Regions from separate parts of the Zea mays genome. Here region 1 is linked to region 2. The links are chromatin contacts, called in public Hi-C maps. All regions are on one chromosome and are shown on one strand. The core of a region is the stretch at or near the end of the contact, and the rest is flanking DNA. Distances in the headings are between cores, read along the strand shown.

Region 1 (3,169 bases), core at 231-2,730, 130 kb before region 2:
GGCTTAGACGGTCCGACCAGGTTTTCTAACCGTGTCTAACAGACCGGACCCAAAACGGGCCAGGTTTTAACAGGCCCGGACCGGGCAGGGCCGTTTGGCTATCTCTGGCATATAATGACAACATAGCGCACAACCGCAAGAAGAATATTTTGCGGTGGTTAAAGCGGGCGGCCGCGGGGTTTCATCCCTAGTGCTGCGACCTCATTGTGAAGTGTATAGATAGATTGACTAATTTTTTCCATCAACTTAAGCTTTTTAGATGACTGATCAATATGTTCACAAAAAAGATTTTCCTGCTTAAATATAGTAGATGTATATGCCTCATGAAGAATGCAATCATCTTTGACATGAATGGACACAGACTGTAGATGAATGTTAGTTTTTTTTGTCTCCATCAGTCGAATCCGCGGGACCCTAAATCGATCAGCGAAGAGGAATAAATATCTTCGGTTCAGGGTCGCCATCGGCATTCCGTGTCTTAATGCGAGGGAAGCTGTATCTTGGTAGCCTTTTGCATTATTTTTTTTTCCAACCGGCCGACACCGTCATCTTCTCCTCGTGAAAAGAGATATGATCCGGTTGCATTAGTACTAGATGTGTGGAAACAAATCATATGCCTGATATTTTAGGCGCTGGTGGTCGGTGTGAAAGAGCGAGAGGAGGAGGATGAGACTGAGAGGTGCAGCCGACATATGGGCACACGTGTCAAACCCATATAAAAGCTGGCTTCGGTGTGTGGGGGAAAAAACTGCTTTCCGGATATTCCAAGGATCATCCGTCTGCCCTGCCGACACTGTATCTCAGCTTGCTTCGACCACGAGCTCGGTGGGCCCTGCCGCCCAACTACATCTGTGGGCCCACCGCCCAAATAAGCTGCCCTGTCCGGTTGGGCAAGCAGTAAAGGTTTGGAACATGTTCGTTTGGTTTTAATTTATACTAGATTCTATTATTTTTATAGTATTTTTGTCTTTATGAATTACAACTCTAATAGTCAAACAACTGACTTTAATCTTAAACGATCTTAGAGGATGTTTAATTTACGAACTAATTTTTAGTCCATTTATTTTAGTTTAGTCTCTAAATTATTAAATATATAAACTAAAATAGAGTTTTGGTTTTCGTATTTAATAATTTATGGACTAAGCTGAAATAAAATAGATGGACTACAAATTTAGTCTCTAAAAATCAAACACCAACTTAGTAGGTTGAGTACCAGTTTTGTAACAATCTGTATTATCTTATAAGGGAATAATTGTATATTCGATCATGCAAATAGTTGAATCATGTATATAATATAAAGATGTTCTGTAGACGGTGCATATCGCTTCTAATTAATCATGTCTGAATTTTGATAATAATGATACGCGTACTGATTTCCACCACCGTCCATAATGCCATGCCAGCTCAGTCCACAGGGCCCCTCCATCCGGCTATATAAGACGATGAGCAACTGCCAAGCAACAAGCAAGAACAGCTGTCGATCCAATTGTCACTTGCTCTCCCTCCAACAAGCTAATTAAGGCCGGTCATCCCTCTTCTAGCTCGTTTCATTATCCATGGCGGAGGAGAAGCACCACCACCACCACCTGTTCCACCACAAGAAGGACGAGGAGCAGCTCGCCGCCGGCGGGTACGGCGAGTCCGCCGAGTACACGGAGGCCACGGTGACGGAGGTGGTGTCCACGGGCGAGAACGAGTACGACGAGTACAAGAAGGAGGAGAAGGAGCACAAGCACAAGCAGCACCTCGGCGAGGCCGGCGCCATCGCCGCCGGCGCCTTCGCACTCGTACGTAGTCCGTCCGATCCGATCCTCCTTGAGTAGTATATATATATACATACATGAACGAGAAAGAATAATATATATATTAATCGAACGAACTGAATGACGGTCACCTCGTGTGACGTGGACATGCACAGTACGAGAAGCACGAGGCGAAGAAGGACCCGGAGCACGCGCACCGCCACAAGATCGAGGAGGAGGTCGCGGCGGCGGCGGCCGTCGGCTCCGGCGGCTTCGCCTTCCACGAGCACCACGAGAAGAAGAAGGACCACAAGGAGGCCGAGGAGGCCGGCGGCGAGAAGAAGCACCACTTCTTCGGCTGATTGATCCTCCCGTATCGTCGTCCCTCCCCGTGTGCTACGCGTGCGTGTGAGAGTGATATCGAGCGCCCGCCGTGTTGTGCGCGCGTACGTATGTATGCGCTCGTGTGATGCACGAATAAGCGTGGCTACGTAATCTATCGTATGTATACGTGTGTGTATGCATGTGCTTGTGTATGATCGTGGTACGAGGACCGAAAAAATGTATGCAACTCTGATTTACTTACATGTTTAGTTGTTTACGTTTCTCCAAAAGTATTAGTACCCATTATGTTATATTTTACTATATTATATTTTATTGATTATTAAACTATGTATGGATGAAATTACTATTTCAAGCTGGTAGCTAGACCGAGATAAAACTCGTCCGTGTTGTTTTAACGGGTGTATTAATTTTATTCCAAGTTAAATATTGTTTACGAACCTAGAGAGAAAAAAACACGCACATATAGTATGAATCATATATGTCGGTTTTACAAAATGTATACATTTTCTAAATATGTGAATCGTATATATATATAGTATATGAGAGTACTGCGGCTAATTAAAGCTACCTGTACTACTAAGATCAAGAATAACACATATCTAAACTGCAAAAAAAAAAGATAGAATAAAACACCTTTCTAAAAATTTACGTACTCACAAGTTTAGAAAAGGACCACATACTCACAAGTTTTTTTTTTAAAAGGACCACATACTTGCATTTTATAATTATCTAAAAATTCATGTTCACATTTATAATAAAATTGTAAATGACGAATAAGCTGAAGAGTAAATAATGATCGGCATGTGAGATCTTGGTCTCTCATTATACCAGACCTATTCATTAACCACATTTGGATACGGAACAACAAAAAAATGTCTACAGATGGAACGTTTTGCAAGTTCATAACTTAACTTTTGATAACAATAAGTTGAACAAAACAAAAGAAACAAGAGCTTTCGTAGCTTAGTTGGTTAGAGCACCCGTTTAGTAAGCGGGAGGTCTTGAGTTCAACTCTCAACGAATGCATTTTTTTTATTTCCGTTACATTTTTAACAAATGAAATAAACATTTGAACGAGTCGC
Region 2 (2,924 bases), core at 209-2,708:
TCTGGTACTACTGCAGACAACAATCAAGCAGTTACCAGCTGAATGCTAGCACATGTACGAAACTAAATATTCGCTTTCAATGTAAGCACATCTTGAAATGATGGATATGGGACCAGAAGACTGGATCACGCTATTCAGTGCCCATAGAGATGCACACCTTCATATTGCACGACCCTGGCAGGTGAAGCCGGTGTTTTGTTGCCACCTTCCTCCCACATTGCACTAATCTTCATCTGATACCATCTGCGCATAATCCAAAAAAACATATCATAAGAAACAAAAATAAATGGCAAATGTTTACACTCGACAGATAAGTGCCAGAAAGGTTCCACACGCGGCATCAATTACAACTGTCGCACATAAGTTACAGTGAGGGCCTGAGGGGAACATAATCATGAGGAAAATCGGAATTCCCCAGCTGCGAGAAGAAATGCCTGGAAACAACCGACCGAACGAGAAAGGCAAGGACAGAAACACCTCGAGAAAATACAAACATATAGCTCGGACCTTTATATGTTCTATCTAAAAACATGTTCTCCCTAAAAGGCAGTAAAGAAAGTAAACCCGAGAAAACGTTTTGCGAGAAATAAGACACGCACAAATAGAGAAGAACGAAAAATTCACGCCGTGGCTGAAACAAGATCGGGATTGCGGACAAAACGAGCAATTCTCACCCTTGCTGAAACAGATCGAGGTTGTGGAAGCGGTGGATGTAAATGGCCACCTCGTGCACCGTCTCCATGACGTCCGGCGGCCTGACGCAGAACCTGACCCCCTTGGCCTCAGCTCTCCCCGCGTCCGCCTCCGCTGTGGCGGCGTCCAGCCGCCACGACGCCGGCGATACTCTTTTGGCCGCTGCGCGCGGGCTGTCCTGGACGCCGCCGCCGACGAGGCACCTCATGCGGCCGAGCTTCCGGGCCGCCCCCGCCGCGCCGATCCGCGCATCACTGCCTGGATCCCCGCGGGCGGCAAGGCATGCCTGGGCTCCGCGCTCACCCCCTCGCTCGCTCGATGCCCGGCCCTAGGGTTTGGAAGCTCCCGGGTACTCGCACCAGCAGGGCGCGGTCTCAGCGGAGGCGAAGCGCGGGGGGGGGGGGGGGGGGGGGGGGGGGGGGGGGGGGGGGGGGGAGTGGACCGCGCTCCACCTGCGTGACTACGTTGTCCGTCGCGGGGATGACGCGTGGGGCCTGAGCCACGGCGGCGGGGGCGGGCGGATGCCCTGGGGTTGGGCTCCGGAGGGATGGGCCCCACTCCTCAGCGGAGAATCGCTAGCTCGCAGATCGAAAGTCGAAGGATGCGGCGGCGGCGCAAGGACGGGTGACACCTAGTGGCGGCGCGTGCGACGGCGCCAGCGTAGGGGGGATATGTTCGGCTGGCTGTCCGTTGGGTCCCGCTGGCCGGAGCGTGCGGAGATCGGGGAGGGCAAGCGGTGTGGTGGTGGAGCAGGCGAGGAGAGAAAGGAGGAAGGCGACAGGTGGGTGCGGGGATTTTAATGACCGGGTCGCCCTCACTCCCAGGTGGCGCCGCGGGGCCCGGGAGCAGAATCTTTCGGCGCGACATGGACCCACCGGTCAGCTACGTGAGGTCGTCGCAAGGCTCGTGAGTGGACGGGCATTAATGAGGGGGCGCGAGCGCGATGATGGCCGCAGCTGTACACGGACAGGGACAGGTGGGTGGATTAGGGCGGGGGCAGGGTCCCGCGGGCGCGGGCCCAGCTGTCAGCGGGAGCCAAAGCCCAAGACCTACCGCTCCGGATTCCTGGAAAGCTCATGTCTCTACCCGCTCCGTGTCGTCACGGTATCCTTCACCCGAAAGCGGGCTCCGTAGGATGACGCTTTCGCTTTCCGGGCTCAGGCCCGGTGGCGGGCCCTGGAGTGAGAGCGGCGGTGATGGTCGATGGTCTACGGTCAGTATCCGTCCGTGGGCCCGTGGCCCCAGAGACGGCGGGCGCGACCCTACCCACTGAAACCTCTTCCCATAATATTATCTCGATTCTTGATGTTTTTTAATCTAAATCTGTACTATACTGCTCTATTAAAAATCTAATATGAGCATCTGGCACTACAACGGCTTCACCCTCCGTGTTGACACTTTAGACATGCTCCACACGCCCCGCCTTAGTGTTGTTCCCCGTCTAGGTGTCGCCCCCTCGCGCGCATCTCGTGGCAACGGGTACATGTCTAGTAATCTGTTAAGAACCTAATTTTGGTATCTGGTGCTACCATAACTTCATCCTCGACGTTGACATTCTAGACCCGCCCCACGCCCCCACTTGCCCAGCGGTCTCTCAGCTACTGCCCTATTGACCTAGCGACTCCATAGCTAGTTATTGCGCTTGTATAGCACTCGACCCCGCCGCGCTACCATCAGGCCACGCATAACTTAGTGTTGAAAAAGAAACAATAATTATATAAAAAAATATATTACAGGGCAAGCACTCGAATCCACGTCTCTCTCTCTCTCTCCATAAATTTGTGGCTAACCGTCAGGCCGCACGTATATTAGTGTTTAGAAATAAACAGTACTTGTATTTAAATAAATATCTCAGTACATATTTATATGATATATAAAAACGTAGCAAAACAAGGACAACCGGCTAGTATTTAATAAAAAAAAAACTGCAGCATTATATAACGACTCCTTCCAATCTTTTGATGATCTTTTGACGCTTTAAAAAACTTGCTCCCAACACGCTCAAAAAGACTTGCGCACGACTTGAGGTCAGCTGCGGGCGACGACGATAGCATGGCTATCTCTCGCTCTCGCCCGTATAATACGGAGCACGCGTTCAAGCGAAAAGAAGGGTGAGAGAGAGACGAGAAGCGGGCAACGCGCTGACACGAACGAGAGGCGACGTGACGGCTTTTGATTGGTCCATCATGATTGCCGTTGCAAGAAAATTTAAAAAAAAACTAAAATCATAA

The links. Hi-C and Micro-C count contacts between places; a contact is called where the count stands out from the background.
Region 1: a Hi-C map of bundle sheath shows a contact between it and region 2, with 2.6 times the contacts expected there. The contact joins the promoter of LOC542304 here to the promoter of LOC100384591 in region 2. A contact is called at or near these places in 3 of 25 Hi-C or Micro-C datasets (bundle sheath, leaf and tassel).

Annotation. Positions count from the first base shown.
Region 1 is chr10:8,665,729-8,668,897 of Zm-B73-REFERENCE-NAM-5.0, reverse strand. LOC542304 (abscisic stress protein homolog) reads left to right here and starts at 1,480. Exons shown (of 2, transcript NM_001111891.2): 1 at 1,480-1,787; 2 at 1,919-2,326. The coding sequence starts at 1,557. The coding sequence ends at 2,104. TRNAT-AGU (transfer RNA threonine (anticodon AGU)) reads left to right here and starts at 3,040; the gene lies at 3,040-3,113.
Region 2 is chr10:8,536,869-8,539,792 of Zm-B73-REFERENCE-NAM-5.0, reverse strand. It overlaps LOC100384591, which reads right to left and starts at 1,458. Exons shown (of 14, transcript XM_020545202.3): 1 at 675-1,458; 2 at 158-243. The coding sequence starts at 901.